4 separate regions of the Mus musculus genome follow, and regions 2, 3 and 4 are each linked to region 1. A link is a contact called in public ChIA-PET and HiChIP or PLAC-seq data. All regions are on one chromosome and are shown on one strand. The core of a region is the stretch at or near the end of the contact, and the rest is flanking DNA. Distances in the headings are between cores, read along the strand shown.

Evidence for each region. ChIA-PET counts read pairs in DNA pulled down with a chosen protein or histone mark. HiChIP or PLAC-seq counts read pairs in DNA pulled down with a chosen protein or histone mark.
Region 2: a contact with region 1 is called in an H3K27ac HiChIP or PLAC-seq map of embryonic stem cells, with 2.7 times the contacts expected there. The contact joins two enhancer-like sites. A contact is called at or near these places in 2 of 115 datasets of contacts at active chromatin or transcription factors (both in embryonic stem cells) and 1 of 9 other capture datasets (liver).
Region 3: an H3K27ac HiChIP or PLAC-seq map of T-cell acute lymphoblastic leukemia shows a contact between it and region 1, with 6 times the contacts expected there. The contact joins two enhancer-like sites. A contact is called at or near these places in 4 of 15 datasets of contacts at CTCF or cohesin (embryonic stem cells, large pre-B cells and pro-B cells), 41 of 484 Hi-C or Micro-C datasets (B cells, the Ba/F3 cell line, CD4 T cells and 21 more), 14 of 115 datasets of contacts at active chromatin or transcription factors (the HPC-7 cell line, T-cell acute lymphoblastic leukemia, acute myeloid leukemia and 4 more) and 4 of 9 other capture datasets (adipose tissue, embryonic stem cells, liver and 1 more).
Region 4: a contact with region 1 is called in an RNA polymerase II ChIA-PET map of memory CD8 T cells, with 18 read pairs. The contact joins two enhancer-like sites. A contact is called at or near these places in 1 of 484 Hi-C or Micro-C datasets (embryonic stem cells), 5 of 115 datasets of contacts at active chromatin or transcription factors (acute myeloid leukemia, embryonic stem cells, large pre-B cells and 1 more) and 2 of 9 other capture datasets (liver and pancreatic islet).

Annotation. Positions count from the first base shown.
Region 1 is chr17:31,324,265-31,327,476 of GRCm38.p6, reverse strand. It overlaps Slc37a1 (solute carrier family 37 (glycerol-3-phosphate transporter), member 1), which reads right to left. Exons shown (of 20, transcript NM_001242427.1): 9 at 1,774-1,811. Among named protein-coding and RNA genes, the nearest start is that of Slc37a1, 30 kb to the right of the region's middle. Within about 2 kb of position 1,461, at least 75 of the 459 cell types and tissues checked have an H3K27ac peak or open chromatin away from gene starts, as enhancers often do. A contact at or near this core is called in CD8 T cells, T-cell acute lymphoblastic leukemia, acute myeloid leukemia and 3 more, where this site is marked.
Region 2 is chr17:30,879,748-30,882,959 of GRCm38.p6, reverse strand. No RefSeq gene overlaps it. Among named protein-coding and RNA genes, the nearest start is that of Glp1r, 21 kb to the left of the region's middle. Within about 2 kb of position 1,784, at least 17 of the 459 cell types and tissues checked have an H3K27ac peak or open chromatin away from gene starts, as enhancers often do. A contact at or near this core is called in embryonic stem cells, where this site is marked.
Region 3 is chr17:31,010,009-31,013,220 of GRCm38.p6, reverse strand. It overlaps Umodl1 (uromodulin-like 1), which reads right to left. Exons shown (of 22, transcript NM_177465.4): 22 at 2,511-3,212. Among named protein-coding and RNA genes, the nearest start is that of Abcg1, 46 kb to the left of the region's middle. Within about 2 kb of position 1,495, at least 34 of the 459 cell types and tissues checked have an H3K27ac peak or open chromatin away from gene starts, as enhancers often do. A contact at or near this core is called in CD8 T cells, T-cell acute lymphoblastic leukemia, bone marrow-derived macrophages and 1 more, where this site is marked.
Region 4 is chr17:31,038,060-31,041,271 of GRCm38.p6, reverse strand. No RefSeq gene overlaps it. Among named protein-coding and RNA genes, the nearest start is that of Abcg1, 18 kb to the left of the region's middle. Within about 2 kb of position 1,546, at least 139 of the 459 cell types and tissues checked have an H3K27ac peak or open chromatin away from gene starts, as enhancers often do. A contact at or near this core is called in acute myeloid leukemia and memory CD8 T cells, where this site is marked.

The sequences.
Region 1 (3,212 bases), core at 212-2,711:
TCTCAGGATTTTTTCCCACTTCTGGATGCTTCCCACAGGGACTGGGCTATAGCTCAGCAGTCAAGCATTCATACAAATGGAACTGTATTTATGCTGTGGCTTTCTCTGAATCGCTTCTTTAGTTCAGCCAAATGGCTTCAACAGAGCTTAATTTCTCCTACTGCCTAATAATATTTCACCACAGAATGTATCACACTGAATGCATCTGTTTATCAACTGGCAGTTGTCTATTTTGCTCCATTTTTGGGATGCTATAACCCTATGGGTAACCTGTGTGCCCAAGTCTTTCGTGATTGTGATTCTCTTGGTGTGTTTCTGGGAGTGGGGCTGTGGGGTCAGATGTAACTGTTCATTCCACGAGGCTGCATCCCTTTCCATACGCCCTAGGGAGGCGGGAGTTCTGATCCCTCCACATTCACACTAACCCTCATGACAGCCACCCTGTGGATTTGACCAAGTCGCCTGATGCCTGCTCACACCGAGTGGTGAGACACACGTACTTCTTGCCCACAGCCCACCCGTGTGTCTTCTTAGAAGAAATATCTGCTGTGGTCCTCTGACCCTGCTTGTCCTTGGCTGTCTAAGTAATGAGTTAGTATTCTAGATGCAGGTCTCTGCCCAGACACAATTTGTAAATATTTCTCGCCCCACCCCTCCCCCATTCAGATGGTCCCATTTGAAACACTAAAGCCTTGAATTCTGATGAGGCCTAATAGACATGGTTTTTCTCTTCAGCTCAGCTACGCCAGGGCTGGGTACCCCCATGACTTCCTGTGTTGAAGCTGAACCCCACTGTGAAACATTAAGAGGGTGGAGATAGCAACAGTTCTGTTTATGATTCCGGCTCAGCATGCCATCGAGCCCTCAGGGCAGCTGAGCTCTGTGAGACCCTGGTGACTCACTCAGAGACTTGAAAAGGAGAAAATTAATAAAGATATGCTTAGACCTTTTGGCCAAGATCACGTATAGCATCGGGCAGACTCAGCCCTACCTCACATACGTGCCAGCAGGAGAGGCAGGAGCTTGTGCCTAGCCTGGTCCCCTGTATGTCTGGAGCTAGCAATGAGGAAGAAGCCACTTCTAGAATTCGCTGCTGCAGGATGTGGCCACAGAGGTTTTCTTGTCTGCAAGTGAGTATCCTGGTTCTATTGTGTTTAGAGCTACCCCACCCCACCCCCCAAACCCCAGTGACTCACGGAGGCCTCAGATCACAATGAAATCACCACCAGCTCTGTGAACTTGGACTCTGAAATCATCATGGCTTTGAGAACACTTTCAAATACCACCATGGCTACATTTCTAGAATATAGTAGCCTTCTTTGCTTATTTTTGTTTTTCGTTAATAAAGTGTCAGAATGTTCTCCACCCCCCACCCCCCCCACACACACATACATACACCCAGGACCCCTGGGCTGTTAAGCCTCAACAGGAAGAGGCTCTGGTGCCCCCTGCTGTACAATTTGGGCACTGTCCCTAGAGCAAGGGTCTCCTTGATATGCCTAACGCTTGCTTGACAGGGCAGAGGGAAAACAGGTAGAGGGGGTTTTATGGGAGCCACTGAGGGATGTCAGGCCAGGCTGTGGTGACATGTTTCAGGTAGCCTCTGTAGGGAGAGCGGAGGACTTAGAAGCAGGAAGGGCTCAGTGGGTTGCAATGGCTGAGATAGACTCTTGTCATGCGTGAGGCTGTGGCCAGCCTTTCCTTGCTGGCAGTGTGGGCTGTAAAGAGGAGCAGGCTGTACTGGGAGGTAACAGGAAACACAGGAGCTCTTACCGTGGGGAGGGTGGAGGAGCACTTGACGTCCTTAGGGTCTGAAAGAGCAAACAGGAGATGGGTAACTAAATACCGCCACCCACAGCCAATGAACTGGAGCCCTCAGCAGCGCTTAGGGTGCTGCTGGCAATGGACCCGATCTTCGCCCGGTGTTCCTGCTAAATAAGTTTTAGGGCCTCTTCCCACAGTGGTAACAGAAGAGGGAACTACAAGAGCATCCGGGTATGTTTCATTACTGTCGTTTTTTATTGGCTGTATGTCCTTGAATGCATGAAACAAGGTCCACTGGAAGAGGATAGGACTCTTATCTGGTGCTCCACTAAACTAAACAGAGCTTAAGGAAGGAAGACAGCCCAGGCCAAGGGGCCATCGAGGGAGGGGACGGCATAGCCCACCTCCCCTCCCATTCTTCCACAGAGTGGGGATGGGCGTGTGGCAGCCCGAGGGTATGAATAGGAGTTTGATAGTGGGATAAGTCAGCTTGAGCCCAGGACACGGTGGACCCTTGGACCGGTTAGACAGACACAGAAACACGAGAAAGGCACCCAAGCACTCTCAGAACAGAATCTGTAACTTTGTAAGGGACAATGAATTTCTAAGAAACGAAAGCGAGCGGAGATCAGACGCCTTCCGGGAGGAAAATGGAGCACTGGCATCGCTGCAACAAAGTGATGTCATGAAAAGGCCTTCCCTGTCCCTTCTGTCACCTGATGCTTATCTTTTCGTTGACCTTCTGGGCCTTGGGTGGTCACTCAGCTCCCCTAACAAACAGCAGCTTGTCCCTGAACCCTGGGAACTTGGGTGTATGTGGGAGAAGAGCCCTGGGGCCTGGCATGGTATCAGGGAGGCAGGCAGCCTTCCACATGGGGCAGTCTCTGCCTGCCACCCAGGAAAAGGCCCCAGGTATGACAGATGAAGAACAGGAGGGAAGAACATCTTAACCCCGGGGGAGGGGAGAGAGCAGGGCCAAGCTCAGATCGGCATGTGAGAGATGGGTGACCTGAGCATGGGAGGGACAGTACAGAGCTTTGGGGACACTGTCCTGCACAGCAAGGCCCAGCTGAGCGAGCACCAGGCCCTGGAGAGAGTCTTGCAGAGCTCAGGGAGGAAGATGAAGGGACTACTAGGGCACCATGACCAGGTCTGTGGCCTGGGTCACGTAGGGGGGACAAGCCACATACTTCAGTGAAGAGCCCAAGAGAGGCAGAAGCAGGAACAGGGGTGGGAAGTGGCTGCTGAGGCAAAGCAGCTGGTGCGAATGGGGTTCGGGGGCGTCCCCCACACTAGGAGAGCAGCGTGTGGAACAGAGGAGGAAGAGGACACGGAAGTGAACGGAACAGAGAGCTTTAAATAGATGGTCTTCCTCCATGCTTGGCAGCGGTCACCAAAGGCTTATAGATCTAATAAGAAAACCCAGGAATTGGGAAGGAGGCATAAGC
Region 2 (3,212 bases), core at 535-3,034, 440 kb after region 1:
TGACCTTACTCTTTAGGATCAGTCCTTGCCACCCCATAGCTCCAGGGCAGAGCAGGCAGGTAGACAGGAGAAGCAGGAGCCAGGGTCACAGAGACAAGTGCACCTGCCTATTCCTGGGCCAGATATTCCACTGCCCAGGATTCCCAAGCATAGGAGGGACCCGAGGGGACCGTGGGATTTGAGAGCCACCAAGGGAATGCCACAGCTAGCTCCTGCTGCCAGTCGGAACCAGCTTTCAGACAAAGCAGATGAGGCAGAAAGAGCAAGGCAGTTCTCTAGGAAAAAAAAAAAAATTCCATGAATGTGGAAAAAAACCCAAAATGACTGCTTTTCCCAAGAGAGGGCACATCAAAGAGGAAGCTTTTGATATACTCTAGCTAAATGCCAAACAGCCAGTCCGGCTCTGGAGAGAAAGAGAGAGAGAGAGAGAGAGAGAGAGAGAGAGAGAGAGAGAGAGAGAGAGAAGATAAGAGGGGTGTGACAGAGTATTTTCTATTTGTCTGGCAACCTCTCTTTGGGTTTTATCAGGACAGGACACGGATGTCCTTTAAGGCTCACAATGGAAGAGGGACAATAGAAAAGAGGCAGTTTGCATAATCAGGAAGGCAGGCATAGAAGCCAGAAATGACAGCTGGATGTCCTTATCCTCCAGATACCCGGGTGAAATCCCCAGTCACTTTTCTAAAGAGGCCGGGGGTTCCTTCCTGGCTACAGAAGTACCCGTGACTGATCGGCATGAGAAAGAGCCCCTCCCCACCCCCAAACCCCCGAATGAAAAAGAGCCCCTCCCCCCCCCCCCCACACACACTCGAAAACACCATCTCGAGGAAGCTGTGAAGGCGCCGGGGAATTGGAGCCTCGAGTGTCAAGTGTCCCAACTGGGTCAAATAAAGATTTCTGTCTGGAAATAGAGAGGAGGTGATTTAATTGGTCAGTTCCACCTTGACAACTATTCAATTAAAACTTTATAATGAAACACCTGTAACAGTCGCTTCCACTGCACCCCCATAATCCCCGGAAAGGTGAGCAAGCCTTAGGGTAATTGGGGTGGGGTGGGGACAGCAATACCTCTAAGGTTCTCATTCTCTGGCTCATCCCGGGGTGTATAGAAGGGGTTAGGGGTGATCTTTACACCCACAGCTCCTACAAGGCGTAAGTACTGATTCGGAGTAGACAGAGATGATTTTTATGTCTTGAGTATCACCCCCCACCCAAGTATTTATATCCATCTCAGAGGTTTGTATGTAAATCAACACTTGAGTGTTCAAAGGCTCTAGGTCTCTTTTGCAGTCAACGCCAGATGCAATGGATCTAACTTTTTCCCATGTGCTCAAGGTACAAAAGTAATTTTTTCAAAGGCAAAAATACGGCTTGATCTTTCAAAACTTCCTAGGGAATTTATGGCCCTGAAAAAAAAAAAACAATTAAGAATGGAGGATTTCAAATAGTAGTTGCTTTTGCATAGAGGGGGGCATCTTTTCCAAACCTGTCCGTGCTCCCATCAGACAGGGTCCTCCCTCAGAAAGGGACGTCTCTTCACCTGGATTCTCACAGGTGAGAGCCTGGGCCAGCAGCACGCAGGCTTTTTGATTAAGTTGTTCAGGTGTCTGAAGGGGTGGGGGTGGGGGTGGGGTGGGAGTGGGGAGGCAATCCAAACAGCCACATGACTAGATTTAAAAATCAAAGCAGGTTGGGAAAACAGGGAGGGGAAGGGAGGAGAGGCACCTGGGCTGGCTAGTCCAACTCAGGTCCCAGGCAGTCTCCTTGACTGACTGCAGGGTTTAGTGCTGGAGGGCTGGCTGGCTGTCTTCCGCCAGGCAGCCCAGCTTCTCCCTTGGTCCCAGGCTGTCTCCTGTGCCCCAGAGCTTTTTTAGGAACCCCACCCCCACCTCCCCATCCATACCTCATCCAGTTGGTGGTTAGAGAACCCTAAGACAGGGAGAAAGAGAAGGAAACTTTTGGAGTCTTCAATGGGCCGAACGTTTTAATCAAATCCGGAAACACTACCTACATCAATAGCTCAACAGCCCTGGACGCTCCAAGGACACACGTGTTGATGGTGGCTAATGCCACCACGGGTTATCTTTTCAACGGTTGTGTCTTTTGAGTCTTTCTAATTAGGCTAAATATTAAAGTTTTTTTTTTTTAACTTAACAAAAATGCCACCATTGGAGATTTTATTAGCCACCTAGGTTCAAGTTATTAACTTACTTTACCGGTGAATTGTTTTTTGGCTCTTTCAAATTCAAAGTAGGCTTGAAGGGTGGCTCAGAGGTTAAGAGCACTGGTTGCTCTTGCAGACCCAGATTTGACTCCCAGCCCCCACACAGTGGATCACAACCATCTATATCTGCAGTTCCAGGGGATCCAGGCCCTCTTCTGGCCAACTTGGGCACTGAACACCTAGTGCACATAAACATACATGCAGACAAAACATAGCATCATATAAATATAATAAAGTAGAAAAAAAAACCCAGAAAGATCACCACAGTTCCTTTTTTTTCTCAGTAAATTTGTCTTAACCCCTTTATCTTTTGCCCGATCATTTTTTTTCTCTTCTCTCAACGAATGCACGTTGAATTAATTAATCAAAAGATCCCGGCCACAGACTTGCTACCTGCCTCAATGCTTAACATTCCCGAAAGGAAGACACACACGCAGCCTTATATCTGATATGCCTTAAACAGCTCAACAGCTGGGCCACTTCCTAACCTCCATTCAGGTAATCGACCTCCCACCGATAATCCCGAGTTATCATTTACTTAATCTTATATTCTACATTGGCTGTTCTGTACCCAGTTGGGCAGCACCCTGGGCCACACTCCCAACTCTTACATGGCAGCTACATAGAGATCTCCCTGTCCTCCACTCTTCTCAGGCATGACGTCTTTCCTCTCCTCCATATTCTCCTCTCTTGGTCCCAAAGTTCTGGAACCCTAAAAGTCCCTCCTCTGTCTGCCCTGCCTCGCCATTGGCTGCCAGCATCTTTATTTACCAATCAGAACCAACTGGAGGGCAGGGTCTCTCAGTGTCTTTCCTGTGGACTCTTGGGCAGCATTAGGCCAAACCCACTACAAATTTATATATATATATATATATATATATATATAAAAAATATATATTTGACTTGTGCGCACATGCATGTGTGTGTGTATATGTGTGTGTGTGTGTGTGTGTGTGTGTATCTGTGTCTGTGAGTACAGGCACATGTT
Region 3 (3,212 bases), core at 246-2,745, 310 kb after region 1:
TTAATGATGGTTCTTAAATGCTTTAACCTCCCTTCTAGCCCATCATCTGCCAGAGGCAGCAGAAAAGAAAGGGTATTGGGTGTGTGGGGGGAGTAGACCTGTTTAGAAATGGTTCTTTGGAGCAAATCCCATCTGCATTGTAAGGAAATCAGTATTCACTTCACAGGTCAGCAGCAGCAGTTTGATCCACTCGCATACACTTCACGGATACACCAGCAGTCCAGTTTGGTAGAGTTGGGTTAACAAACACGAATTAGCAGTGGCAACAGCACTACCTAGCAAAACAGCCAGACCTCAGTCTCTGCCCAAGTCATCAGGAGGGACCAGAGCCAACAGGAATGCCAGGAAAAGTTCTGGCTGAGCGTCTCAGAGAAGTGAAGATCAGAGAAGACATGAGACCAGCAGACATTGTCCAGCTAGCTCTACAGGCCAGCCAAGCTCAGCCTCCATTATAGTCTGTTGGAATCTCTTGATGCTCCCTCCAAACATCACGGGGTCTCCACGGGTCCTCCCTATGTCTTGCCTCAGTACGTGAGTCTGTCTTAGCTGACATCACTCTGCCAATCAGCCTGAGTCCATGGAAGCAACAAGAAACCGCAGCACACCACCAGAAGTTTTTTTTTTTTTTTTTTTTTTTTTTTTTTTTTTTTTTTTTTTTTTTTTTTTTGCTGCATTTCTCTCTATGGAGTCCCGACAAATACAGCTCAATTTTGCAATGTAAGGTGAACCAATACATGTGTGCCGTTAGCAAAGAATCCTTCATCATGTGTCCTCTTACGTGCTTGCTTTAGCAGAACATCCTTTCCTCTGTGTCTGCTTCAGCGAAACATTCCTTCATGTGTTTGCCCCAGCAAAACAAAAAACAACAACAAAAAACCCAAAAAACAACAGCAACAACAACAACAAAAAAAAACACCATCCAACACGACAGAGTTTTCAAAGAACCCTTAAGTTTCCATTTCAGGCTCCAGCCCCAGCTCCTGCCCTGATACCCACATGCCTGCCCAAGGCTCCTGGAGGTGGAAGCTCCTGCTTGCAGCAGCCACGATTTCACTTTGCAGATTAAGTAAGAAGAGTCATTGTGGCCAGGGTTGGATTGGACGCCCCTGGTGCACCTGACAGAAAGATGAAAGAACCCTAGCAATCTTCCCCAACCACCTTTTCCTCCTAAATGGAGAGGGGAGGGGGAAAGAAAGGGACTGTTTTCTCAAAAATGTCTGAGTAAAGCAGATGTTGCTGTGAAGTGGATGTTGCTGCTGCACCTTCCCCACACACGCCATCCTGCACTTCCTGTAAGTCAGAGTGATGAAGAGAACTACAGGGGGCCGACTGACTTTCAAAGCCTAGCGTCACCTCTAAGGCCCTGTGCCTACAGAAAACCTTCAGATTCGTCTTTGCTTAAGGGCAGGAGACTCAAATCCAGCAAAGAAGAGAAGCCAGAGCCCTGTTTGCTTCAAAAACACAAGGGTTCATGTTACCCTGGATCCAGGCTTGGCTCAGCGCGCCATCTAGTGGCAATACTGGAGAGCTGCAGGTTGGATCAGGTAGTGGGTCAGAGCCACCTCCCATCAGAGCACACTTTCATCAGACCTTCATCTCTGTGGGGCCCTCCTCTATCAGACCTTTCCTCCATCACATCTTCCCCCATTAGACCTTCTACCTCCCACAGACCTCTTTTAACAGCCTCTCCACCTCCAACAGGTTTCCTTCTCCAACAGCCCTTCCTCCACCACACCCTCTAGCACAAACAGACCCTCCTCCATCAGACCCGGACCTCAATCCGATTTCTGTTGTGTCTCATTTCACACCCAGACAGATTCTGTGTCAGGAAGATCAGGGCCAAGGTAAGGCCTTCCAGGGGCCCAGGCAGAACCACAGCAGGAAAAGGATGACCACTCTGTGGAACATCTGGACTTCCCAGGTATATTCTGAAACCCACGAGGTCCCCCGTCCCCACCCTGTTCCTCAGGAGGTAGAGGTAGACTTTACAATGGATCAGTTGTTCCATTTGACAGTGGATGGGTTTGGTTCTAATTCTGGTTCCTTGACATACTTTATAAAACTTGCCTAACTGATAAGTTCAGATCCTGAGCTATAAAGTGAGAGTCACCCCCCAGAGGCCATGGTGAGCGCTCTGTGAGGAAATGTCTGCCATCCTCCTCCACCAACAGGAGACATGACTATCTATGGACTGGAGTCTCCAGAACCCTGAAGTTTGTCCTCACAGCTGGCACAGCCTGTCATTGAGACTGTGTGACTGAGGCGAAGTGTGAGAGAGCTGCCTGGTCTTGGGCTCAGTACCTGGGTTTTCTGAGATTTTATTTTTCTCAATAATAGTCAGTGGAAGATGCCAGGCTGATGTCAGAAGAGATAGATGACACAGAGGTGGGGTTGGGGGGTGGGGAGCCCCACCTCAGCATCTCCCTGGAGTGTCTGGCAAAGAATCAGTGCCCAGGGATGGCCTGCTACATGAACTGAACCACACGGGAGGAAGCAACATGGCAAACCACTTCAGTGCCAGGAAAAATTTATTGCTCAAAGGTGGCTAGCCACACAGACTCCCGGTTGTCATTCTTACCCGCAAGAATATGCAAAAAATCGAAAGACTCGTTTCCCCCAGATGATCTGTATAAGTGACAGTCACATTCAACATAAGCAAGCACATTAATTAAATGCTACAACCCTGTTATGCTTTTATATTCCCTAGGGAGAACACTATTGTCTCAGGTGATAACTATGTAACCAATGGCCATCTTTCAAATCAACAAAGTAGAGGACCTGTTAGCATGGTACGCACCTCCCCCACCTCTTCCCTGATTCCTTGTGATAGAGTGGGGGGAAAAAATCACACCTTCTCTCCATGGAATTACATGAAAAATGTCCATGGATGTGCTGGGAAACATGCAAGAGGTGTTACATACACATCATATGACTGCGACTCGTTAGAAAGCGTTCCGGTTTCACCTAGGTTGTCCTGAGTCACTGCCAGGCAACTATGAGACTCATGCTGATAAGGAGAGCTGAGTTAGTGTTTGTTCATGGAAAACCACCCTCGGAGAGTTTATCGGAGGGATCCATTCGTGAACGAGCATCATGGGAAATGTCTGTGAGGATGTCATTGTCAGAGAACAGGAGTCACAGAGCAGCTTGGATGTCAAAGCTTGGAAGGCTGTGGTAAGTGGGGCCATGTTTGTGCTGGGTTTGAGGATGAA
Region 4 (3,212 bases), core at 297-2,796, 290 kb after region 1:
TTCCCAGCTAACTCAGTAACTGCACCACGGAGGCCTGGAAAGGCCTGTGTGCACAAAGCCCTGGACACCTATACTTATAGCAGGTTTGTTAGAACCAGACATTGAAATCAGCCCAGGTGTTGCTCAGAGTGACCTTAGGTTCTGGTTTACCTAGGGACTCTGTAGCAAGAACTCGGGAAACAAAACCTAGGCTGAACCAATCTGTAGAGTATTCACCTACAAAAAGTGAATCCCATGGTATAGGCTGTAACTTTCTTGAAGCGAAAGTGTTGCACAGATGGGACATCTTAGAGACTGGGCTTAAGAAAGAGATGGAGGTAGAGGGGGAGAGGATGTGACCAGAAAAGGCTAATAGGAGGAATTCTTTCAAGGTGATGTGTTTTGTCTCTAGGCTGTTGCCAAGGACAATGTTGTGGTTGTGACATTAGATCACTACTGTGCAAGAAGTCTCTGTTGAAGAAACTCGGGCAAAAGCTATACGGCTGGTTTTTTTTTTTTTTTTTTTTTTTTTCTGCTCTTTCTTAAACCTTCAGTATGAACCTAAACTGTCTCAGAAATAAAGAGAAATGTAACATCTGGGAAGTCACAGGACGGTGAGGGAGGCTCACACCCAGCCTGGGGAGAGGAGACATCACATGGTGTGTGGTTGTTAGGATAGGGTGGGGGAGCTGTTGGAAGATAGGGAAAGGCAAGTACCGGGCTAGCCAGGACCAGAAGAGGTGGGCTCCGGGTCAGGACTGAAAGCCACAAAGGTCAACAGCTAAGAAGGCCATGGTCCCAGGGGACACTGGTTGGAACGGTCCTTAACCGACTACAGGCTGTTGAGGATACTGGGTGTAATTGCTATCCCAGACAATTTCTCTGCAAGAGAACTGGACCTGTTTCTGGGACCTTTCAGGACATATGCCAACATCCCCATAGCAGGGACCCCTAGATGTCTAACTTGATTAGATCCATGCATACCACTCTAAGTACAAGGTCCTCACCCCACAGACCAAGTTCTCAGGGGCCACCTTTATCCTGATTTTCTTCAGTTTGTCCTCACCGGGCCACTGAAGTCTGTCCTTGCTTTTCTCTTGGCCATCTCTCACTGTATTTGTTGACTAAATAAAGTCCATAGAAGTTAAAATTCCCATGATTCTTTGCTGCCTAACATGAACTTACACTTTCCTTGACTGTATCTAACTAGCAATGCCACACATTTAATTTCTTTTAAAGCAAATTCATGTGGCCTTAGGCATAGACACTTCTCACGAAACTGTACTGCTGCAAAGCATCCTGCGATCCATTCTAAGACCCTGCAAGTGACCAGGGGAAGGAGCCCCTCCCATTTAGGTGGGACAGGATTTCGCTTTGCACTGCAGACATGCAAAACAAACCCCAAACCATCCCCAAGTACTCAGCTTCTGCTTTCTGTTTCTCAGAGAACGGTTTTAAATTGAGGCCCTATGCAGTCACGTGTTGAGAGGGAATTGCCTAATGGGGCTGTCTCTGCACCAGCAGGAAGGGCTGAGGTTACTTCAGGGCAGTTCTGAGGCAATCAAAACCCAGTTCACATCTTCAGAGCCACAGGATAAAATCCACCTGTGCTCTGTTGTCACATTGTCACCTAGACTGGACCGTGTATCTTAAACACGGCAGGAAGTTCTGTTTTGTTTTGTTTTGTTTTGTTTTTTTCTGAGACAGGGTTTCTCTGTATAGCCCTGGCTGTCCTGGAACTCACTTTGTAGACCAGGCTGGCCTCGAACTCAGAAATCTGCCTGCCTCTGCCTCCCAAGTGCTGGGATTAAAGGTGTGTGCCACTACTGCCCAGCAGCAGGCAGTTCTTAATACGATCTGTGGGTCTCGACCCCTTTGGGAGGGTGTCAAAAGACCCTTCCCTAGGGTTTGTGTATCAGATATTTACAATGTGATTCATAACAGTAGCAAATTATAGTTATGAAGTCGAGGTGAAATAATTTTTTGGCTTGGGGTCATCTTAGGCTTGTGTGTCTTGTGTTCTGCTGTGTAAGTTGGCTGTGAAGGATATCTGGACCACCTTAGTCCAGATGTACATTTGCGCTTCTAGGATGGGCATTGAGTTTCGTCTTTGTTTTTTTTTTTTTCAAACTCCATTCTCACTGAAACACCCTTTGCACCCGTCTTATTCAGCCTTTTCATATAAGATGTCATCATTGTTCCTAAGTATTGTGTTTTGTAAAAAGATAAAGGAGGGAAGAAATATGTCTGGTGAATGTGCAGTCAGGTGTGGGGGTAGGGGTGCCTCTATGGGCCCATGCTGAGGCATTCCTTCCCCCTGAGGGACCAGCCACATGAAGGTATAGTACAGAATAGAGTTTATGCAGGGCACGGGTAGGGGAGTTGAGAGGGTAGTAGAGGCAGAGAAAAGGGGGGCGGGCAAGCAGACCCTTTTATGAGTCAGGCACACCTGGCCGTTGCCAGGTAACTGTGGGGCAGAGCTTAGACAAAATGCTAACACTAAGTCTTCAGCTATTAGCTCTGTTCTCCAAGCCATATACTCTCTGCTGGGAAAGGGGCAGAAGCTGTCACCCATAGCCAAGTTGCCTCTCACCCACTTAGTATTGCTGTTTGCAGTGCCTTCCTCTCTCTGGGCATGAGTTCTCGGAGCTGTTCCCAAATACCAGGAACCCAGATGGTAGCTGCCGCCACCCACCACACTGAGGTCATTGACCTGTGACTCTGAGTCAGGGGGTGCCAGCCCTCTCCCATAGCCAGTTTGGGAGCCCGTGTAGGACAGAGCTGGGAGTGTGCCAACTACCACTTCCTTGAATTGGCCTGTCCACAACGAAGCTCACCAACACACCCAGTTACATAGAGAGTGAAATGTTCTTTATTTAAAAAACAAAAACAAAACTGATCTGAATTCACCTTGGTATGGCTTAGGGTTTTTTTTGTTTTTGTTTTATTTTGTTTTGTTGATATAGGGTCTCATTATGTAGCCCTGGTTGGCCCGGGAACTCTAAGTGTAGATCAGGCTAGCTTCAATCAGTAAGGATTTAATGAACAGAACTATAGTGTATACTCTATATACACTATATAAAGGAAGGAATCCATTAAGGATTGTGGTCACTGCAGTCAATTCCATATATACGAATGCAGGCTATGCAGGTGAGACTGTGTGAGGAACCCCTGATCCTAGACAGGAACCCAGAGTCCCTCGGTCCCCAGGTGGCACAGCCCTTAGTCTGAAT